Regions from separate parts of the Mus musculus genome. Here region 1 is linked to region 2. The links are chromatin contacts, called in public promoter capture Hi-C maps. All regions are on one chromosome and are shown on one strand. The core of a region is the stretch at or near the end of the contact, and the rest is flanking DNA. Distances in the headings are between cores, read along the strand shown.

What was found. Promoter capture Hi-C pulls out the DNA fragments that hold promoters and counts their contacts.
Region 1: a promoter capture Hi-C map of liver shows a contact between it and region 2, with 2.9 times the contacts expected there. The contact joins the promoter of Inpp5b here to the promoter of Gnl2 in region 2. A contact is called at or near these places in 4 of 39 promoter capture datasets (cranial neural crest, liver and pre-B cells), 2 of 484 Hi-C or Micro-C datasets (cardiomyocytes and embryonic stem cells), 2 of 115 datasets of contacts at active chromatin or transcription factors (bone marrow-derived macrophages and embryonic stem cells) and 2 of 9 other capture datasets (adipose tissue and pancreatic islet).

Annotation. Positions count from the first base shown.
Region 1 is chr4:124,736,980-124,743,330 of GRCm38.p6, reverse strand. It overlaps Inpp5b (inositol polyphosphate-5-phosphatase B), which reads right to left and starts at 1,481. Exons shown (of 24, transcript NM_008385.4): 1 at 1,415-1,481; 2 at 741-867; 3 at 301-395. The coding sequence starts at 797. It overlaps Gm12915 (predicted gene 12915), which reads left to right. Exons shown (of 4, transcript NR_151694.1): 3 at 1,410-1,557. Gm32117 (a long non-coding RNA gene) reads right to left here. Exons shown (of 2, transcript XR_376640.4): 1 at 5,479-6,351; 2 at 3,226-4,682.
Region 2 is chr4:125,025,435-125,031,907 of GRCm38.p6, reverse strand. Gnl2 (guanine nucleotide binding protein-like 2 (nucleolar)) reads right to left here and starts at 1,894. Exons shown (of 16, transcript NM_145552.2): 1 at 1,714-1,894. The coding sequence starts at 1,777.

The DNA of each region.
Region 1 (6,351 bases), core at 232-2,731, 290 kb after region 2:
TCTGTACTTTACTCTGGGTAAATGGAGCTATGAAGAACAATTTGCATAGGATTGCAGCATCCGGATTTAAACTCGGGCACTCACACAAACTCAAAATCTGGCCAAGTTTGATATAACTGCCTCTCCTCTAAAAGCTTCCACATCACATCTTGCTGATTATTAAAGGCTTAGAACACGGTGTTCCAGAACACTATCATTGTGTTAATTAGTCTAGGAGACTCAGACAGAATGACTGAAGTCCAGCTGGAGGATACTGAAGAACCACCCATGGCCCACACAGGCAGTCTGAGCCCTACTTACGCATGCTCCTGGGCGTCATTTTCCAGCCGGTACCTCACCAGCCCGAGCAGGCGGCTCTGCCGGCTATCTCCCTTACACAGCACACCTTGGACTGCCTGCTGCTCAGAGTGAAGGGAAACTGAAAGCCAAAGGGCGAAACTCCCCATCCGGCCCACTCCACCACGCTGCCTTTCCCTCTCCCACTGGCAAACGACTTCACCTCTCTGAGTTTTCCTCATCTGCAAAATGGGTATAATAGTCTCCAACTTTGCAGCTGGTTGAGAAAATAGCTACCTATGTAAAGCACCTGGTAGAGAGACCAGAGCCAAGTGAATACTTGGTAAATATTGGTTTACCTTTTCCCATATGGCTTCGAGAGAAATTTTTCCACACCCTCCATCCCACCTCCCAAGGCTGAAGCAGGCACGATCTGGATGGCAACCTACAACTGGGAAGGATATGATGACGCAGTATTCCCCCTCAACCAGGGTCTCCTGGATTGCCACAGACTGGTCCATGCTGAGCTGTCAAACCCTGGGGTAGGGCAGGTGGGAACCTCCCATTCCGTATTAGAGCTGCTTCGGGGGGCTGTGGGGATGAAGAAAGGGGCCTTTGTGGAGGGAAAAGAGAGAGCCTGGTCATCTCTCTTCTCCTTCTGGCCTTCCCCGTCTTTCCTACAATGGGTCTCTCAACGTTTCCAGAAAATGGGTTTCTACCCCTTTGCCCCTTGCTCGGTGTCGCCCCAGATGTTCCCAGTGGAGTTCAGTATGCTCTCTGGTCTCCTTGCTTCTGGGTACAGCTCTGATGCCCTCTTCAGGGAGCAGTTGTGGTCCATCTGGCTCTTCTCTGGGAAAGGTTGGTGGTGTGTCCAAATAGGGGTAGGGAGACAGCCTTCGCCTCAGTCTCAGCTAGGAGGGTCTTATTCTGGAGAAATAACCCAGCCCCGCTGCTCTTTCCTCGGAGCCTGTGGGTGTCCCGTTGCTCCTTGCCCCTCACCCCACCCAACAGGCCCCGTTGCATCAGCAGCAGGTTAGGAGTGTCCATTCTGGCACCCACAGGACAAGGGCCCCAGCAACCAGCTTGCAAGCCCCCTCCCACTCTGCACTTATTTCAGATCCTTGTCATTGCAGCCTACCTCCCGAGCTGTCACCGGTGGGCCTGCAGGACACCTCCGTTCCAGGGCAGATTAAGGACTACATTTCCCAGCGGCCCTGGCGTCACAGGACGGACAGCCAGCCTGCAAGTCCCAGCATGCCCGAGTCGGACATGGACGAGTAGGTGGGTCTCCCCGCCCTTACTCTATTTAAAAATCTAGAATCTACAGTCTGTATTCAAGCATACTCGGGCGTCCCAGTTCTGGAAAGCCTGCGTGAGGAACGCCTTTCTCAGCCCACTAAATCAAAGGGCCAAGGCCCATGTCCAAGGCAGAAGGAAGTGGTCATGTTACCCTAACGGAAAAAATGATGTTAACTTTTATTTTCAAGTTAAGTCCATCCTCAACTCTTCACATGCAGAAAGGGACAGCTTTCTATTATTCTGAAACACTTCCAGATAACTACCGTGCCCTGGCTTCATGTATGTCACCTTCTCCACTTGCCAGGTGGAGAAACGGAGGAACAGAGAGACAAAACTGTTTGACAAAGTCCGTAGCCAATAAGTGCTGGGTGCCCAGAGGGAAGTCCAACTCCAATTCCTGTGTCATTTTCCCGTCTAGGAACTGCTAAATGTTCTTAAGACCTATCTAGCTTTTCTGTCAATGGAACTTGAAATGTGTGGCATCTTTATCTGTGACACAGTAATGACAACCACCAGGCAGCGCGGAGGACTCTTCTTAACAGCGGAGGACGATGTGGCCCTCTTGGCTCTTTATTTCTTTAAAGATCTGTTAGTTTTTAATTTTTTGTGTGTATGTGTGTGTGCTTGCATGAATTTATGTGCACCGTGTGTGTGTGTGTGTGTGTGTGTGTGTGTGTGTGTGTGTGTGTGTGCACGCTCACCTAAGAAGGCCAGAGGTCATCAGATCCTCGGGGCTGGTGACAGGAGGCTGTGAGACACCTGATGTGTGTGGTGGGAACTGGGTCCCAAGAAAGAGCAATATGTTCTCTTAACTAAGGAGACATCTCACCGCAATGCCCAGATAGACAGCCCTGAGCAGGTTTTGTCCTCAAGCCCCTTAGCCACATTCTATTGGCCATTTACCCTGACAGGAACTATTCTCTTCCAGACTCCATTGTTCCCTTCTAGGTAAAGACTATATATAGCTAAACCGGGGATGGTGGCACACTCCTTTAATCCCAGCACTCGGGAGGCAGAGGCAGGCGGATTTCTGAGTTCGAGGCCAGCCTGGTCTACAAAGTGAGTTCCAGGACAGCCAGGGCTATACAGAGAAACCCTGTCTCGGAAAAAAAAAAAAAAAAAAAAAAAAAAAAAGACTATATATAACTCAAGACAGGACAAAAGAAGCTAGCTCAGACGAGAGAGTCTAGAATGGTTGGTTTTTTCTCAACTGCTGACTATTTCGGTAAGCTGGATCCCTGAGGACTGGGCTGAATCTTGCCCTTACACTCCTGTGCAGTTTCTGGTATAGTGGCTCTGAGACTTTCATTTATTTATTTTGAGCAGTCCTGAGGATGGAGCCTAGGAACCGGAACCCAGGGCCTCACAGCTGCCAAGCAAACACTCCATGACTGAGCCACATCTCCATCTCAGAACATGTTCACCCCAATTAGTTAGCTTTACTGATTTAAGATTGCTTCTCGCCGGGCGTGGTGGTGCACGCCTTTAATCCCAGCACTCGGAAGGCAGAGGCAGGTGGATTTCTGAGTTCGAGGCCAGCCTGGTCTACAAAGTGAGTTCCAGGACAGCCAAGGCTATACAGAGAAACCCTGTCTCGAAAAATCAAAAAAAAAAAAAAAAAAAAAAAAAAAGCAAGCAGTTGGGCCAGTGTTGCAGAATGGATGGCCACTGTAACTTTTTATTGCTGTTGTTTTGAGATAGGGACTCACTAGTTAGCCCAGGCTGGCCCAAAATGTGCCTCAAACTCATAGTGATTTTTACCTCTAAACTGTCTCATTGACCCCACACCCACCCCTGTAACCTTTAACCTGCCCCCCTCCTTTTTGTTTTGAATTGAACTCTGATAACCAGTTCAACCTGCATGTTGCAAACTCCTCCCAGACTCTTCCTGGTTGTCTCTTTCTAGAAACATCCACAGCACAACTGGAGTTCAAGTTGATTGGGCTGCAGTTTTGAAGTCAAATGGGGGATGAGGGGAAAGGGCACTAGTTAGAGATCAAGGCACTGAAGGTCACTGAAGGAAGGCAGGAAAACCCCTTAAAGCTGATCGTTAGAGAGGAGGGGCTGGGGAGATGGAATGGGCGAGGCTAGGCGGTCTTTACAGACCGAACTATCCCTGCAGGATTTGGGGGGGTGTCTTCCCAAAATGTAGGTCAGACAAGTATATCCTCCCCACCCCCAAAAGTCTAAGCCTCCTCTTGGGATTGGGGACAAGGACCCATGTTCAAGGCCCAGACCCTGTGAGTGGGGAAGGGGGAACCTGGACTTGGTAAGTCATGCTCTCTAAAGACACAGCTCCAGGGTTTGGAGCAGGGAGATGTGAAGGCTTGCAGTGTCCACAAATTCTTTTCAGATGTCACTCTCTGATAACTGCTGAGCCCAGGTAGTGGACCAGGGACAGGAACAGAGCAAAGGGAGGAGCGTCTGTAGCTACACTGGGGATCCAGGGCAGGGGGTTCCTGGTGACTCTTGGAGTGGCCTTGTTGAAGTTAAGGGTCCCATCTGGCTGGAGGCAGCCACCTGAGGCCAAAGCTTGACAGTACATAGGTAGCAGGGACCAGCCCCTGCTCCCTGACTCTTGAGTGTGCCTGTCTGTCATGCAGACCTGTCTGCAGCCAGCCCTAGGTGTAGTCTGAGCTGGACCATTTGAGCTACAAGAATAGACAGGACCATTCATGTTATCCTTGTCCTTCCCTCAGCTCTTGAAGGCAAGAAGTCTTAGTGAAACTAGAACTGAGCTGAGCTCAGCTTCCCCATGAGGTCAGCTCCCCATGAGGTCAGCTCCCATGAGGTCAGGCTGTCATTTCCCAGAAAACCAGTCGGTTAGAAATAAGGGGCCACATTCTGGAAAATTCCACCTGATTCCCCCAAGTTGAGGTGCTATGCAAAACAGAGAGGGTCTGGCTTGCTCAACCCCATGCAGGCTGGCTCTCCACAAATGTAGCTCCCTCTAGATTCCACTGCTGAGCTATTTCAGTCTGGCAGCTCTGAGGAAGCACTGTCAGCCCACTTCACAGAAGTTCAAGTCCTTGGGGCACATGGCTGGAGTGTCCTGCCCTTTGAAACAGGCATCCCCCTTTGCAGGAAGACAGGGTATAGGTTATCTCCTGAAAGAAAATGGAAGGTTTGAAGACTTAATGCTAGACAGAGGAGGTAGGGGGGAGCCCTGCTGTGTCTGAGCCACTGCTGCCCCTCCCTTCCACTTCCCCCAGCAGGCAGCAATGTACAAGACACATCTCTCTGAGGAGTGGACTCAGTGGTGGTCACCAAGGGGGACATGGGGAGCTGCCTGTCCTCTGTGATGCTCAGAGACCTGCTTCTGGAAACAGGACACTTTGCCCGGGGAAGTGTTGGGACACCCCAGGATGGGAGTACAGCGCCTCTGTGAAGCCACAGCCCCTACCTGGCCCCTCTAGGATGTACAGGAAGCTTACAACCCAACACCCCTCTCAGCTGCCACTCTCGACAAGCACAGGCAGTTGTTCCACAATGAACAGTAGGTGGAGTGCCTCTCCACTATAGCAGTACAGGGGTGAGGGCTGGACTCTGAGTCCTTGGACAGCAGAGAAGGGCTAGACTCCGTTCATCTCTCACCCTACAACTGAGCCCACCAGGCCTTGTAGTGGGAAGCGTTAAGTTGAATCACCTGAAGTAAACATAGCAGAAATCCCAGGCCTGTGGGGCTTTTGCCAGCCAGAGGGCATATCTTAGTTTCTCTCATCATCACAAGAGGGACTCTTCTCTCTCTCCCATTTCAGAATCTCTGTCCCCAGCTGTTGAAATGACCCCCTAACGCCCTTCACCTTAGAGTGGTGTCTCTTCTGGATCCTATCACATCCTGCCCCCTACCTTGCAGTACCATTCCCTAGATGTCCATCCTGCCGCCTGGTAGGAGCCCCTCACCTTCTGGGAGAACACAGCTCCCAAGCAATGGAAGCTACAGCAGGTCTGTGGCTGAGCTGAGTGCTGTGGCCCCATTTCAAGCGGAGGGCATCAGTCAGGAAAGGTCTCTCTCTTTCACATGCTGCTTACTTGGACTGGAGCAGGGATCAGCTGACCTCTTTTCAGACTCTGGGCTTCCAGGAAGACCAGCAGTAGAACTGGCTTGAGGAAGAGGTGACACAGCAGGAAGTGGCTAGAGCAAAGGTCACAGGTCAGGGAAAAGCTACTGGAGTTAAATGGAAGAGTTGGGAGAAGCAGCATCGTCCGGTCTAGCAATAAGTCCGAAGCTAGGAATGGCCCCAGGGTCCAAGCAAGGCCAGGATCTCAGAGCTGAGGACGCATACCTGGGAGTAAAGTCATCCTGTGGCAACCATTGGCCATAGATGTCTTCTGAGTAGGTACCACTGTGCTGCAGAGAGTGGAGCTCCAGCCCTGAGCAGCTTGGGAGAGACTGCAGAGGTTCTTATGATTGCATTATACAGATGAATGAATTGAGGCCGGGGAGCAGGGGAGACAGCCTATAAGGAATAAGAGGTCCCAGGAAGTCAATTTCCTCCCTGGAAGTCATACTGTCAGAGGGGCAAAAAGACAGAAGCAAAAAGAGACCTGCATTTTAGAAACAGCCCCTCTGAGAATTAAATGTTGTCATGGCAACAGCAGCATCTCAAGCCTGAATAGAGACAGCATTGGGGCAGGTGCAGGGACAGGAAGTAGGAATCTGGTGCCTCTAATCTGGATTCATTTGCCTCCAACATCTGAGGTTGTGGGGAGGATGGTAAACTGGGGGGGGGCGGGGGGAATGGAACCCAGGCCAGGAAAACTCAGGATCACAAA
Region 2 (6,473 bases), core at 645-3,144:
TCCCAGGTACTGGGATTAAAGATGTGAGCCACCACCTGTCTTAACTTTCAAGAGATGATGATGGGTTCTAAAAGTTGGGTTAAATTTCACACAAATCATGGCTTATAGGACTGATTCCCACAGCTTCTGAGGTTAGAAGCAGCATATCTAGAAACCCTCTTTGTGAATTCATAACTAATTCTCTTGTCCTAAATTTTTAATAATTTTATTTATTTATACTTCATATGTAAGTATAATATGTAATACCATATCCTGCCCACATGTCTCTGCACTAAACACACACAGCGTGTCAGTGAAGGCCAGAAGTGGGTGGCAGATCTCTTGGAACTGGAGTTACAGATAGATGGTCGTCTGTATCATGGGTGCTGGGAATCACTGCAGGTCCCCTGCAAGAACAGCCAGCGTTCTTAACCCCTGAGCCATCTCTCCAGCCCCTCCCACTCTAAATTTTAAGAGAGAACCCAAAATCAAACTAAACCCCTGGAGGGCTCTCCTGAGAAGTCGGCCCACACACATCTGGCTACCTATCCTTTTCCTGAGTCCCTCTTCCTACCAACCCTCAAGGTTTCCGTCTACATTTTTCAGCTGTTGATAAACTTAACCCCTGCTTAGAAACATCATCACACTAATCACCAACCAATCCCAAGTGAATCTTCCAAATGCATGGTATTATGTGACTTAATACAGTTATAAAAGATCACAAAGTAACGCAGCAACTTTCCTGCATGTTCTCCTTTAGTACTGCTACATACACAGTACTAAACATTATACGGATATATGTGGGTAGATGCCTTGAAGGCCAGAGGTATCAGATTCCCCTTGGAGTTGAACTTCCAGGTAGGTGAGAGCTGATTGAACTGGAATTGAACTCTGGTCCTCCTGCAACAGCAGTACGAGTGAGCTCTTATTCTCCCCATGTTCTCTCCAGTCTCTGAGTGTTTTCATCATTTTTTTAAAAAAATCTAATCAAAACCCTAATTATGCAAATTACAAGGAGATACAGAAGTCAGCTATCCTTGCAGCCTTACGGAGACAAGAGTATACCTAATTTTTCCCCCCACCAGTTTGAGACAGTCTCACTATGCAGACCAGGCTGGCCTCGAATTCACAAGAGATCTGTCTGTCCTGCCTTCCCAGTATTGGGAACTACAGGGATGCGTCACCAAGCCCCTCTATGACTAACCCATATTTAAACACAGTTTTAGTAGCTAAATCAAAGTGGGAGGGACTCCTCGAAAGCCTGTTTTGTTTGCCCTGTAGATGGGAATTTCTCGTATCTCAAAACCACCTCTATTGAAATCACTATATTTACCTGAAGTGTTGCTTATGCATGGTCTGATTCCACGGTCAAAGCTAAGGTGGCACGAATGCTATGGTTAAGGGTAAAATGCCACCTGGGCCAACCTACTCCACTCTGTGTCTTCAGTCTGTACCCTGTAGTCCAGATAGCCACTAACTCGTGATCCCCTCTGCCTCAGCTTCCTAAGTGCTGGGATGACAGGCATGTGCCAGGACTCCAGGACCCTAGCCCACTTTTAACTTGCCTTTCTCTACACCTCCTCCTGAGAGGCCTCGGGGCTGCCAGAGGCTGGCGTGACTCATCCCCCAACTTTAGAGCAGGTGCCTAGACCTCGGGTCCGCCGCCCAGGCCGGAACGGGCCTTCCTCCGTCCCCGACGGCTCCTGCGGCCTGGTCCCGCCCGGTCCGCCGTACCTGGGTTGGTGCTGGCCGCCGAGCGGTTGATGGTGCTCCGTCCTTTGTACTTGGGCTTCACCATCCTGACGACAGTACCGACACCGCTCTGCTACTCGCGAGGTAAACCACTTCACGACTTCCCAGCCGGGAAAGCGTCCTGTGTGAAGCACGTTGGACCCTGAACACGCGCGACGTCACTTCCGCTCGCGCTACGCGACTTCCTGAGAGCGCGCGGCGCTTGCCTAAGGCTGACCCGGCTCCGCCTCTGTCCTGCTCCCGCCTCCCCCGGGTCTAGCAACCGTCAAGCGTCCCTTCCATAGCAACGTCCAGGGCACCGGGCAGTCCTGGGTTTAGTGAGAAAAAGAGAGAAAGAGAAAAAGAGAGAAGCCTGTTCTCGGCCCAGTGCATGAGCTGATGGGAATTTGCCCTCTGAACCTTTCTAAAAGTGTTCCAGCAAGAGCGGGCAAATATCAGAACAGGTCATACCTGCCTTTAAATTTTAGGCTGGAGTAGAGCAGTTTTTAGTAACAACAGACTTTGGATTCAAGCCTCAGCTTGAAAGAAAGAGAGAGAGACAGAGAGACAGAGAGAGAGACAGAGAGAGAGAGAGAGAGAGAGAGAGAGAGACAGAGAGAGAGAGAGAGAGAGATTTTAAATTCTCCAATGGTTTATTATCGCAAAGAGAGACAGATTCAAACTCCTTCCAATCCCTACAAAACTTGTGATCTGGCTCCGTTCCTCTGACCTCATTTCTCCCTCTTCTGACATTTACACTGAATGTTGCTCTGTTTGATCACACATTCCCTGAATCGGCATCGCTGGTTCCTTCTGGTCAGTTCCTGCTCAAATATCCTCTATCCATAGGATTGCAAACACTAGCAAATTCATCAGCATGGTGACACACACCTATAATACCAATGCTCAAAAGGCAGAGGAAGGAGTTCCAGACTTGTCCACATTATATAGCATGACTTGTCTCCAAGAAGGTGGAGGAGTAGGAGTAGGAGCAGGAGGAGGGGGAGGAGGAGGAGGAGGGGGAAGCAGGAGGGGGGGAGGAGAACATCAAGAAAAAAAATACAAGACAGTGAAATTTGAATTTCAGGTTAAAAATAAATAAACACACTTTCTAGCTTATATTCCAATCATCGTTTAGGATAACTTAAAGGATCTAAGGAAACATGATATACTTGAGAGGCTAAGGCAGGAGGATTGTCACAAGTTCAAATCCAGCTTGAGCTACATAGAGAGACCCTACACCAAAAGATTTTTTTCACTGTTCACTTGTTTTTAAATGGAACTACATTCTCTTGATCTATCTGGCAGCAGCTCCTTTGGCAGAAGTATTTGCTGAGTTACTGATTTAAGTCAGCCACTCTCTTCCTGTTATTCCATCCCACCTCACTTCACGGCACATGCCACTACCCGAAATGACTCTGTTCACAAGAGCATTGGCTGCTTTCTTGGGTCTAGGCCATAAGCTTAGGAAAATGGAAATCAGGTACGTTATTCACCTCCGTGTCCCCAGAACGTAACAAAGCTGAGTGTGTTGGCATGAGCCTCTAACCTCAGCATTTGAGGTTAGACTATCTGCCGTGAGTTCAAGGCTAGTCTAGCCTGGGCTATATAGGAAGATACAAGCCAAACTGTAGAAAAAGACATTATCTTTTTGTTTGTTTGTTTGCTTGTGTTTTGAGATAGGGTTCCTTTTTGTAGCCCTAGCTGCCCTGGAACTCACTCTGTAGTCCATGCTGGCCTCCAGAGTGCTGGGATTAAAGTGTGTGCCACTTCCAGTGTGGCGGTGTGCCACCACAGCCCTCTGAGACATTATCTTGAGAGAGAGAGAGAGAGAGAGAGAGACTGTCACAAAGGTGCAGTTAAGTATGTAAAGGTCCCCTGGGCTTAAAAATTAAAAACACTTTGAACAGGCATCTGACATAAAATAAGGCCTTACTAAATCTTTCTTGGATGAATAAGGACAGAGGTGGGGGGGGGGTACCTCTTGTCTAAAGGGCCCCATGAGACCCAGGGAATTCTGTTTCCCAGATTTCAACCAAGTGCCTTTTCTGTTGGGACTTGAGTTGACAGGAGTGCCTATCTGTGTGCCTTCGAGAAGGACCAGAAAAATGCTGATTGAGTAAGATCCATGAGAAGTGTGGGGCCATTGGATCTGAGTTCATTTTGTAAGAAGAAAACCTGTGGTGAAGCGCTCCAGTTGAAAGAGGTACAGTTGAGCGCTTCTCTGAGTCTAAAACAAACAAACCCCGAAATATTCTTTCTAGAGCAAAAGCAGACTGTGTCCAGAGGAGAGATGGGAGTCTCTTTCCCTTCTTAAACTTTGCTTTTCTTGCCTCAAGGGCAAGTGTCAGGAGACTCAACTCTCCTAGGAAGGCCCTACCCCTCATATGTGCCTAAGGGGACTCAAAGAACCAATCAAAAGTGCACATTCAGTGAGGGGCTAAAGATCCTCCTTGCAATCCTCCATCCCTTTGATCCCCAGATGAGGGTACAAGAGCCTCCTCCCAGAAAGAAGATTAGATTAATGTGTTTCTGATGCTTCAACTTGGTGCAAACCAGAATAAACACGAATGGCAAAAATCAGCTCATGAGCTCATGCAGGCTTTGATCAGAGACATAATTTCATTATGAAATTTTGAATCAGGCTGTTATGAAGTCTTGCCAAAGAGTTTTATTTTCCCAGATGATATGGTGGGTTGTTTCTCTTCTACTCACCTACCCTGCTTATGTTCACTGTACAAATTTCCCATCTACTTTTACAGCCTGACCTATCAACCCTTCAAACAGCATTTGCTGAGCCTGACAACCATCCTCCGTCCTACCAGCAGATGAAGTGCCTGACAGAGGCCAGTTACACTCACGTTACCCTTGCGCTTCGACTAATCTACTTCCCACAGTTATAATACAGTGACTATATTTCACTCATTTTTTTTTCTCCTTAATGCCAGGCAACTAGAGGAGGCAAGACACCCGCAGGAACACAGTTCTCCATACATTCTGCCATACTCATAGACCACATACAACAGAGAAGGATTTAACGACCTGAAAGCTTGCAGGGTGGTTCCTCAAGTTTATGGTACATGAACACATTGCAGACTCAGTCCATAGCGTGCAGAAGCAATGCTTGCTCTCTCTCTCTCTCTCTCTCTCTCTCTCTCTCTCTCTCTCTCTCCAGACCCGGATTAGCACCTCATCCTCTGAAATCCTCTGGCTTGTAGCCACGGGTCTCGATGGATGGGGAGAATCCCTCAGAGACCATGCCTCTTTTCTGGAACAAGCCTTGGCTGTATGCTGCTGTTCTCACAGGCAGCAGAGAAGCCTGGCCTCACTTTTATCTTGTCGTTGATGTCCGGTGGGTAAAAGCAGATGCTTCTAAGGAAGACATTTTTCAGAGTGGTCTGAGGACCACTGGCATCAAAATCACTGGGCGGGGGGGTGTTAAAAATGCAGCCTCTTGAACCTCTCCCCAGCTCCCACTTGATTAAAGATAGGGGCTCAAATGTAAAAAATAACCTACCTTTTTTGTTTGTTTGTTTTTTCCAGATAGGGTTTTTCTGTGTAGCCTTGGCTGTAGACCAGGCTGGCCTTGAACTCAGAAATCCACCTGCATCTGCCTCCTGAGTGCTGGGATTAAAGGTGTGTGCCACCATGCCCGGCTAATAACCTACCTTTTAATGATCTATTTTCCCCTCCAGCACTAGGGTCAAACTGGGGCCGTCAGCATGCTAGGCAAGTGTCTACCACTGAGCTACACAGCCATGTCCCACTACCCCGAATGATACTAGGGATTGCACATAGCATAGGGCCTTATCCATGCTTGTTAAACACTCGACTACTAAAGCAATATTCCTAGCTACCCTAGTGACTCTTGTATATTGGGATGTTTTCCTCTTTTTGTTGTTATTGTTTTGTTGATACTGGATCTCATATAGCCTAGGCATGGAGCTAAGGATGACCTGAACTACTACTGCTAATTCTTCTTCTTCTTCTTCTTCTTCTTCTTCTTCTTCTTCTTCTTCTTCTTCTTCTTCTTCTTCTTCTTCTTCTTCTTCTTCTTCTTCTTCATCTTCTTCTTCTTCTTCTTCTTCTTTTCTTCCTCTTTTCTTCTTCTTCTTCTTCTTCTTCTTCTTCTTCTTCTTCTTCTTCTTCTTCTTCTCCTTCTCCTTCTTCTCCTTCTCCTCCTCCTCCTCCTCCTCCTCCTCCTTCTTCTTCTTCTTCCTTTCTTCTTCAGATTTATTTATTTTATATATGTGAATACACTGTTGCTCTCTTCAGGCACACCAGAAGAGGGCATTGGATCCCATTACAGATGGTTGTGAGACACCATGTGGTTGCTGGGAATTGAATTCAGGACCTTTGGAAGAGCAGTCAGTGCTCTTAACCGCTGAGCCATCTCTCCAGTCTGACCCAGAGTTTCTGGTTCTCATGCCTCTACTGTGCCCACCCCCGATGCTTTGGGATTAGAGGCATACTATGTACCATGCCTGGTTTATGCCATGCTGGGGATGAAAACCAGGACTTGGGACTGCCAGTCAAGCACTCTGTTGACAGACTCACATCTGCAACCCCTAACAGAAGTTTTAGCTCTGAAAAGCAAACCCTCCCCTGAAAGTTACCTTGTGGCTCCCTGATAACCTGACCAGAAGCCAGCCCAGCAAGACCGGGTTTCCTCTTCAGCAGTCTTGCATCCTGTCGTTTTCTCCAGCAAAGCTGAGGTGGAAAAGGCTGGAGTGGGTGCTAGTGTCCTCTGAAAATCTGTCTTG